Linked DNA regions of Mus musculus: regions 1 and 2 are each linked to region 3. The links are chromatin contacts, called in public HiChIP or PLAC-seq maps. All regions are on one chromosome and are shown on one strand. The core of a region is the stretch at or near the end of the contact, and the rest is flanking DNA. Distances in the headings are between cores, read along the strand shown.

What was found. HiChIP or PLAC-seq counts read pairs in DNA pulled down with a chosen protein or histone mark.
Region 1: a BATF HiChIP or PLAC-seq map of CD8 T cells shows a contact between it and region 3, with 17 read pairs. The contact joins two enhancer-like sites. A contact is called at or near these places in 1 of 484 Hi-C or Micro-C datasets (Th1 cells), 1 of 115 datasets of contacts at active chromatin or transcription factors (CD8 T cells) and 1 of 9 other capture datasets (liver).
Region 2: a contact with region 3 is called in a BATF HiChIP or PLAC-seq map of CD8 T cells, with 7 read pairs. The contact joins the promoter of Esf1 here to the enhancer-like site in region 3. A contact is called at or near these places in 5 of 39 promoter capture datasets (the 3T3-L1 cell line, cranial neural crest, embryonic stem cells and 1 more), 1 of 15 datasets of contacts at CTCF or cohesin (the NIH/3T3 cell line), 33 of 484 Hi-C or Micro-C datasets (the AML12 cell line, the Ba/F3 cell line, the C2C12 cell line and 22 more), 5 of 115 datasets of contacts at active chromatin or transcription factors (CD8 T cells, bone marrow-derived macrophages, effector CD8 T cells and 2 more) and 3 of 9 other capture datasets (adipose tissue, liver and pancreatic islet).

Annotation. Positions count from the first base shown.
Region 1 is chr2:139,839,344-139,842,516 of GRCm38.p6, reverse strand. All of the region lies in intron 13 of Tasp1 (taspase, threonine aspartase 1), which reads left to right. Among named protein-coding and RNA genes, the nearest start is that of Ism1, 160 kb to the right of the region's middle. Within about 2 kb of position 1,271, at least 67 of the 459 cell types and tissues checked have an H3K27ac peak or open chromatin away from gene starts, as enhancers often do. A contact at or near this core is called in CD8 T cells and Th1 cells, where this site is marked.
Region 2 is chr2:140,168,874-140,171,976 of GRCm38.p6, reverse strand. It overlaps Esf1 (ESF1 nucleolar pre-rRNA processing protein homolog), which reads left to right and starts at 1,419. Exons shown (of 14, transcript NM_001081090.1): 1 at 1,419-1,500. Ndufaf5 (NADH:ubiquinone oxidoreductase complex assembly factor 5) reads right to left here and starts at 1,331. Exons shown (of 11, transcript NM_027093.4): 1 at 1,044-1,331. The coding sequence starts at 1,265.
Region 3 is chr2:140,040,294-140,043,565 of GRCm38.p6, reverse strand. Tasp1 (taspase, threonine aspartase 1) reads left to right here. Exons shown (of 14, transcript NM_001159640.2): 4 at 1,404-1,472. Among named protein-coding and RNA genes, the nearest start is that of Tasp1, 25 kb to the left of the region's middle. Within about 2 kb of position 1,340, at least 48 of the 459 cell types and tissues checked have an H3K27ac peak or open chromatin away from gene starts, as enhancers often do. A contact at or near this core is called in CD8 T cells, Th1 cells, effector CD8 T cells and 3 more, where this site is marked.

The DNA.
Region 1 (3,173 bases), core at 22-2,521, 200 kb after region 3:
CTGTCCACCAGGCTTTATGCCCCAGTTTGGTTTCCGAGGTCCCACATGGTGAGAAGAGAGAACCATTCCTGCAGCTTACCTCTGACCTCGACATCCACACAACAGCATGTGTTTATGCACGCATGAGTGCTCATACACATGCATATTACAGAGAGACACACTGAATATGTAAATGTAATAGAAACATTAATTAGAATAAAGACTGTAAAAGATCTCAAGACCTCCATCCCTACCATCAGTGTGACGTGAAGTGTCCATCTCCACATAGCCTGTCTGCTGTCCCCACTGACTACTCCTGTCTGCACTGCCTGAGGCAGGAACAGCTTTGTTTCTCTGTGTCAGTGCAAGGCTACGTTCCAGGGTAGACCACACACCGATGATGCACTGCAGGTAGTGGTCGGTCCTAAGATTACTCTTAAAGTGTCCCTTCCCAAGGAAGGAAAACAAACTTTAAGAACCTATTGGGATTGTAGTTAGTTCTTAGTGGGGCTAATAAAAAAAAAAATCTATAAAGTGGGTTCAAAGAGTTTCCATTGACACAAAACATGTAGTTTAGATAAATGGGATTTTAAAATTGTTTTAAATAACATTTACAAGAACATCCTAATGTATGCCAGATTCAGAAAGGATCCTCAATACTGTTAAGTCAGTTTAAAAAAATTGTTTAACCTGTAAGAATGTTAAATCCCAGAGAACTAGTAACTCGACATTATCTAACCTACCAACAGTGACTCATCCCTAGTTCTCTGGGTCTCAGAATCATTCTAACTTAGTTAAGATTTGTGGCAGTAGCTTTTCTAAGCAAGTCCTATTGTAAAGCTTTTGAGCATATGCCAATTCAGTGAAAGGTGTGCCTCTAACAGAGCTAGATTTAGAACCCTTTGGGCTAGGGCATTTCAGGGGTAAAAAGGCCTAAATTTGGAGTTCAGACACACTCACTCATGACTCAGTTTTTCCACTTCCTCTCTGACCATAAGCAAACCACAGTTCCATTCTGTCTTGTTCATTTCTCTATTTTTTTCCCCTTGGGGAAAAAAAAAGGTGTTGCATACATCTTACTGCCGGTAGTAGTATTTTAAGATTTCATTGATTCAGAAGCACCCTGGACACTACAATATTATGTAATTATAGGGATCTCTTATTTCTAGTAAGATTTCCCAAGGGACTGGTTTCTACATCCTATAAAGATAAATTGCCCTAGAGTAAGGCCTGTGTGTGTTTCATTCCTCTGCCCCCTATTAAGAGTACAGAGTAAATATTTGGTAAATGGTAGAGAGTTTTTATCACCAGTAACAAAGGAGTATTCATGATGAATCTCCATGTGACTGGCATAGAAGGAGTTTACTGGAGAGGTTGCCACATTTTGTGGGCCACCTCGCAGGATTTTCAAGTGAAAACACGGGGGAATTCCTGTGTGATGTTGCCTCTGACTAAAGTGTAATGTCAGCAGGCATGGTCACAGAAGAAACCAGAGCAGCCGTGGGGCTGGGGCCACACTCTGTTCTCATCGGGCAGCATTTTCATCTTATTTTAAGATTCTGTGGACAGGATTTTATACAGGAGAACAATAGAACGTTTTGCCCTCTCTGAAGCCCTGTGTCAGTGACTGACAATGGCTAATAATGACATTGGCCATGACGCTGTCTCTGTGTTTCATCTACATATGCCCATGCGTCTTTTATGCTGTGGATACTTTGCATGTGGAAAATGAGGTAGGGAGGACATGCAGCAAAATGGCAAACCTATGGCATTCATGCCTCATTTTGTTAGTGTTTCTGACTTGTTAGATTGAGCTTAGCAATAATATCTTCTGGCCACTGCAGCCTACTTTTATTATTATATAATTATTATTATATTAATTATTATATTATTATTATTTTGCTTTTAATTTAAGGAAATGATAGGATTTTTATTCATTAATAAGACAAATAAAATCTAAATGAAGTTAGTATCATAAGGTGTTAAAACCCTGGGTCCTGGGGCTGGAGGAATTGCTCAGTGGTTAAGAACACTGGTTGTTCCTCCTGAGCACCCGAGTTCAGTTCCCGGCATACACATCGCAGCTCACAGCAATCTAAACCTCTGTTCCTAGGTGATCCAATGCCCTCTTCTGGCTTCCATGGGCATCAGACATGCACATGGTACATAAACATACATGCAGACAAAATAAAATAAGAAGAAGAAAAATCTAAGTGCTGTAGGGATCATCACCCAGTTCTTACTTTACATTGTTTGGTATCTGTCCTCAAACAGGTTCTGAGTCAACAAGTAAATACCTTCATCTTTCAACCTGCAGATCCTGGCTTCTTATTCTCTAAGATCTACACACCATTTTAGATTGCATTAAAAAGGTCAATATGCAGCTGTCATCTAGTAGTGTACATCTGCTTTCATGATGAGGTCTGATGTCTAAACTATTTTTAGTTAACTACATTCTGAGGTTTAATGCTGCACATAAAGAATGCTTAGAAAATACTTACTCACAAGTCACGTATCCTTGAAAGAAATGGGCAGAACTTCTGGGAAACCAATAGGGGTGGTAGTGTCTCTTGATTCAACTCATTAAGAGACAAGGGGAAAAACGAAGACCACAATAGAGGCATGTTAACAAAAGCTAACCAGACACAACTTCCCCACACCCTTCTTTCAGTAGGTGCTTTTAAAATGTCTATCATGGTTTTGCCAGCAAAAGAATACAGAGAGTGACTGTTACTGGGTCAAGTATGTATGTATTGACTATTCAGGGCCTGGAGACATGAATCAACAGGTAAAGGTACTTGTCACACAAGACTGGCACCCTGAATTCAATCCCCAGAGCCACGTTAGGGTGGATAAGCAGGATGAGTACAAAAGTTGCCCTCTGACCTCCCTCCATATGTGTGCTGTGGCTCACCTCATCCTCCCCACACCAACAGTACTTTATTACTGTTGTTATTATTTTTAAAATGTGACTTCATTAAGGATATAAAGTTTGTTTAGCCTGGAGAACAGTTTCAATGAACCAAATTTATGTTGCCCAAGTAGCAGAGTAGAAAACATAGAAGAGAAGCTTAACTTGTGTTTAAATGAGTTGTTATTCTATAAACATACATATTGTTCCAGGTTATATTTTGAAAGTTAATGTGGCCCTATCATTATATGAGGAAAAATAGAAGTTCTTGGACTTGACAATT
Region 2 (3,103 bases), core at 170-2,669, 130 kb before region 3:
GAAAAGTAACTTTTTTTCCTAAGATTCAACATATGTTTCAAAACAGAAGTGTTTCCTTCTATCCCATTTGCTATTGTCCCACAGCAACTTCCTTTACAAATACTTTATTTTTTTATTATGGAAATAATAAAATACCCTGAAAACAAACGGAAGCAAATTACTTTAGAAGCAAATTTAATGAAATCAAAATTAACGATCTCCTTGGTGTGGCAGTTTATGTCTATAGTCCTTCGATTCAGGAGTAAGCAGGATTACCACAAGTCTGAGGCCAGTCTGGAATACACGGTGACTATGAGTTCCAAACCAGGATATATTAAAAAGACCCTTGTCTCGGAAACTCAAACCCAACATCAACATCGGGAGGCTGAGGCAGGTGGATTTCTATGAATTCGAGGTCAGGCTGGTATATATTACATAATAAATTAAGACAGCCAATGCTTGCAAATTAGTAAACACCAAGTCTGGAAAAGTATAGACGACCATCTCCTAAACACAACATAAAAGAAATCGTATGGTAAGTACCACCCTTCCCCGGACTGGCGTCATCCGGGATGCAGTCAACTATCCACACCTTGTACTCAGTCTCTTACAAGCTTTTCTTGAACAGAATGGAAGGACTTATTGAAGGCCTCTACACGTCCTTTTGGCCTTAGGAGTTTTGCACTTTTCCTTTTCCTAGGAGACTCGTCCCATCTCTCATCTCGGCTCAACTAATCTCTCACTTTTCGCCATAACAGCCATTCTTGACCACCGCAGTCACCAATACCGCTATCTCACTTTTTCTTCACCTTCCTTTTGCTGCAATTACATTCCCTGTCTATGTGTCTCCTACTCACTCCTAAATGATCTTGCTTTTCCCTGGAACTCAAGCAGTGTTTGCAAAGCGAATGAATGATTGCCCCGCATGCTATCGGAGCCTCTCGTGCTTCCCGGAAAATCAGAAAGGCTCTAGAGAGTGAAGCTTCTCAAGGTCACACAGTCGGGTGGGTGGGTCCGCCCTACCCGGCTCCACGCCTCCCTCCGTCGCAGCCCCACAGTCTCACCTCCTCCTTCAGGTAGTCAAATTTCATGGGGTCGGGCTGCCGGGCGGCCCAATTCTTCTGCTTCCTCTTCAATTCCCTGTCGAAGATGTTTAGGGCTCTGGGCGAGGTGCTGCCCGAAGGAGGGACACCAGAAGCGACCTCCCTGCGACTGCCGCTCGATGCAGAGACCGCTGGCCGGCCAAGCAGTGGGCAGAGGCGCAAAAGAACGACCTTTCGCAGCATCTTCAGCCCGGGCGCCACAGCAGGGCATGGTTTCTATTAGGCGCATGCGCCAACGGGACTACGACTAGCGCAGTTCCAAGGCGGAAGGTTGAAGTAGTTTGGCCCAGCTCGCGTGCCGTTAAGACGGAGCGTCTCGCGGAGGATTGTGGGAGTGCGCTCCATGTGAACTCAGACTGGGATCTGAGAAGAGTGGTGGGAAACTGTGCGGTCGCCCGTCGGGCTCTCCTTGGGATTTGTGAGTAGCCCCTATAGTCCGGTCCCTTTCTGGCCTCATTGTTCTCTTCAGAGCTGCTTCTCGAGAGAGACAGAGAACGCAGCCGAGTAACTTGCCCCGAAAGTTTGTGAGGTGGGAAGATGGTTCGGGACGAGCTGACCTGGAGCTCCCAGGCCAGAGGGTGGGTGGACTTGAGGGAGACCGGGAAGCGTTTCAAGTGCTGTCCAGTTGCTTTCGCTCCTCTGAACATCCCATGTTCGCCGTGGGCTTCCATTTCCAACATTCACACGCACTGCAGTTGGTTGAGGTGGTAGCTGTGTCGTACAGCTGTTCCAGGTGTTGTAGTATCTCTCTCTCTCTCTCTCTCTCTATTAGAATGTAAAGGGTTCTGAAGTAAAGCAACACTGTAATTCCAGTATTGAGGCCGAGAGACAGAAGTGATTGCAGTTCAAGGCTAGGCTAGCCTGTTGTGATGGCGTACAGTCTGTCGCAGGAGTGAGGGGCGTAAATACTGTCTTGTTTGGTCAGTCAGCTTTTATTCATACAGAAACTTCTGACTTTTTTGCAAAGTTGAAATCTGGAGAAATCCAACCACCAGGGACGCTTTACAAAGGAACATTAGGCATACAAACTTCTGTGAGCGTTTTTGTGTGTTTATAGCCTATCTAGGCCTTAGTCACTTTGAGAATAAAATGTTATAAAAAAGCGACATTTGGGACTGGATAGATTGCTCAGTGGTTAAGTGCACTGGCTGCTGGTCTTCAGTGGACCTAGGTTAAATTTCCAGCATCCACTTGATGGCTGACTATTGTCCAGTCAGTAAAACCAGTTCCAGGGGCTCAGAAGACCTCTTCAGGCGTCCATGGGCAGGAGGCACAGAAGTGATATGCAGACACACATGAATACTTAACACCCATACACATGGAAAAATTTATTAAGAAGAACGTGACAATTGTTAACTGTAGTTTGAGACTAATTTGGGTCTTGATAGAAACTAGGATTTATAGAAATAACACTAAGGTAAATCTGATTTGATTTTTTTTTAAATGCCCCTCATTAGTTAAGAGACAGCTTTGTAAAACCAAAAGCTTATGCAATTATGAAGTAAACATTAACAAAGAGAATGAAACAAGACTATGAAAACCCAATTAGACCAGCTGAGATTTCAGAATCTTTTGTTTTTGTCTTCCTGTGTCTGTTGCATCTGTAGATGATTACATCAGCCCACATACCCATGCACGTGTGTGCTCATATGTTTGGAAGGGTGCTTGTATATGGAGCCAGAGGTGATGGCTAGTGTCTTCCTCAATTGCTCTCCACTTTTTTTTTTTTTTTTAAGCAGAACCTCTCATTGGAACCTGAAGCTCCTCAAGTAAGCTAAGTTGGATGATTAGGGAGTGAGTCCTCTTGTCTCTGGGATTACAGGCATTCAGGGTTTGTTTGTTTGTTTGTTTGTTTGTTTTATGTGTGTGTGTTCTGGAGTATCAAATCCATGTTGTATTTGTATTACAAGCGCTTCGCTGATTCAGCCTTCTCCCCAGCATCTGTCTTTGGTTTCTTGAAACAATCTCACTAGGTAACCCAGACTGACCACCAATTCCCTATGAAACTATCTAAGATCTGG
Region 3 (3,272 bases), core at 91-2,590:
TGCTTTTTTCCCTAAAAATCCTTGAAATGAGTTAAAGCTAGGTCAAGGGGAAAATGGCCAGCAGGTGAAGTTTTAACCATTTTTCCTTTGAATATGAAACATAGAGCAATATCCAAGTAACTACACAAAATTACAAACACAAACTGACAGACATGGACAGATCCACATGCCAGGGACAATCAATAGAGTTGGGGAGAGTGAGAAGGGACCCAGATAGTCTGCCAAAGGGACCTGGGTATCCCATAGTAAAGGAGTTAAAGATAGAGGTGAGAGGCACCAAAAAACAAGACAAAAGTGGAAGACAGAAAACAAACAAAACCGAGTTTTAATATAGTGCGCTCTTGTTGTATTCCAACAACCTAGTCAAGAAGAGTTGAAGCATCCTCTGCCCTTCAGATCAAAGGAAACTAGGTCTAGTTTTTATATCTTGGGTCTCTCCAGAATGAACCATAAGCAAGACTAAACAAACAAACAAACAACAACAACAACAAAAGGAAAAAGAAAAAGAAAAAGGAAAAAGAACTGTGCAGGTTCAGAAAAAAATCTTACTTCTGGAGGACTCAGATGGCTTAGGAGTGTTCACTGTCAGTAACTGAGGGGTGCTTGAGGGTAGGGAGTTTCCAGGCCAGTGCACCAAATGTTGTGGTCTAGGGTTCCCTCCACAAACCATACGAACACCAATCTCAGTCAGATAGGGATGGTTTGTTGAATACACACCCTAATACTGAGGGAAGTGCTGCCTGGTGGTCAGCTCTGACTCAAGCCATTTAGAAATGACTGTTCATATTGATCTTTAATTTGTTGGGTCCAATGTGAACCTTTGTAAAATTTCTTAAGATTAACAAACTTCAGAACATACAGAACATAACAGGATGTGGTTACCGTAACCTTGCTCTGAGTCAAGTCATTTTTCTGTGTCAATGATTAGCAGACATATTACAGTAACTATGAAATAGCTGACAGGCATGGAACATAATGGCTACAGCTATGCTGGTGGTACATGGGGCAGGTCAGATCATAACATTTTGAATGCTCTGTGGAGAGTGAAGCACTTTCACTTACTATATTCCTTGTACCTAGAATTTGGTGGCTAACTTTTAGTGGTCTTAATTTGGGTAAGATTAAGAGTGATAATTAGTCTGAGTAATAAACATTACTCTTCTTAAGTCTGTGAAATTTGTACCTTAAGGCACCTGTGTCCGACTTGCCGGCCTCAGGTCACATATGGCCAGGTGTGAAGCCCCACATAACCACAGCTTCCTGCCACGGTGTCAGTGTGCGGTGGAAATGCTGGCCGATTTCTATGAACTCGGAGCGTCGCACATGTTTTACACCTTTGCCGAGTTTATGGTTTGTTTGAGAAGCTGGTTTTCGGTGAATACTGTCTCCTCTTGGTTTCACAGGCAATTGAGAAGCTACAGGCTGGTGCTCTTGCTACAGATGCAGTGGCTGCTGCTCTGGTGGAACTTGAGGTATTTCTTTTCTCTTTTATATTTTCTAACTTACTTGTGCATTTACATTCCTTATTTTTAAATGGCATTGAGGTGGTGAGCTAGTCAGCCATAAGTCATATAACCAGTGTTTCTCACTAATACTAGCAAAGCTATGTAAGATTTTATTTTCATTGAAGACATTCCTGAGTAGTAAAATAGTTGGTTAATTCTTTGTTCCTCTTGTTTTTGTAGGATTCATTGCTATAAATTCATTGGTGATAGGTATTTTCAGTAAGACACTTTTGAAGTTGACACCTCCAAAATGAGATATATCTTTAACAAATATATGATTTCAGCTTCCTAGAAGTGTCTAAAGTGGGAAGACAGTTTTTATCACAGATGTAACAGATGGAGGTCCTGAAGCCATATGTTGTGTGTTTTGTGAAATCAACTTTGTTCCAGTGGATTTTCAGGATAGTTCTAAGTTTTAGTGGTCATTGAGGAGTTGAGTCGGGAGAGAGGCTCTTGGTAGTCCATGAGGGACTCTCAGTTTCCGTGACTCTGGAGTAGTAGTGAGTTCGAGGCCTTTGACAAGGCTGGAATGTGGACAGGAGGGATTGGTAAGGTGACAAGATTATTAGTGATGGTTATTTTACTGGATATGAACATTTCTTGGGGAGGAATGTTAAGACATGGAGGTGTATAGTGACGGATGTGAAGGAGAGAGTGAGAGGTAAAGTATACAAAGCCCCTAGTATGGAAGGTCGTTACCTCAGGGCATCTGTCAAATGCCTTTCCTTGGAAAAGTAGCTCTGGAGTTGAGCTTAGCCATGTTTTCTGTACATTCCCTTAGATTAAACCATAGAGCTGCCCTTTGTAGCTTTTAACTTATCTTTGCAACACATTTAACTTCATACTAACACAATATGGTAGATGGGAAGTGTGTGTGTGTGTGTGTGTGTGATGAGCAGTTCTGTTGAAGTTTGGCTCCTGAAACATCTGATGCTGGGAAGATGTCAGTCATAGCCACGTGCCTCTGGGTGTGTTAGAGCCTAACTGCTGCTCTAATATGGCCTGTTGACTCAGTTCTGTCCGTAATAGAATAAAAATAGTTCCTGCTTTCAGAGTTATGAGAATTACTATCTATCAGTCACCTAGAGTACCAGATAGATTATAGTCAAAGTACTTTATAACCGAAGCAGCTTTTATGATGAGTTCTCCAAGTATTAATGACCAGCTCACGATGTAAAGGCTTTATGAAGTGGATACAAGAAGATACATGATGTGAGAAGGAGGTTGATGTACTCACTGCCAGATCTTCCTTTATTCAAAATACACAGTACTGTCCCTTTTGTAGAAAGTGGTCCTTACATTATTATTTATGGAGTCTCTGTAGGCTTGGGGAAAAAGTTTAAGGAGTAATACAGACATATGCTATTATGACAACTGTAAACATAAAATTATATAAAATTAAATAACTAATTTTTAAAAGTTAAAGTTATATCATGTTGAGTATTTGATTTTTGGTACTAAAGAGTAAACTAAGGCAGGCAGCTATTGTGGGTCAGTGCTTAGGGCTCTTGACAGTGGTAGATCCAGATACCTACAGGGGCTGCCGCCAAAGGTAGTCAGCAATTAGAGAAGTCACTCAGCAGACTCTTATCTGAGGGAACAAAGCTTAATTTACTGGGATGGCACTCCCTGTGGCTCCTGGAAAAACTGTGAACTCTTTATTTATTTATTTATTTTCAATTAGGTACTTTCTTCATTCATATCTCCAGTGCTATTTATCTGAGGGAACAAAGCTTAATTTACTGGGGATGGCACTCCCCGTGGCCC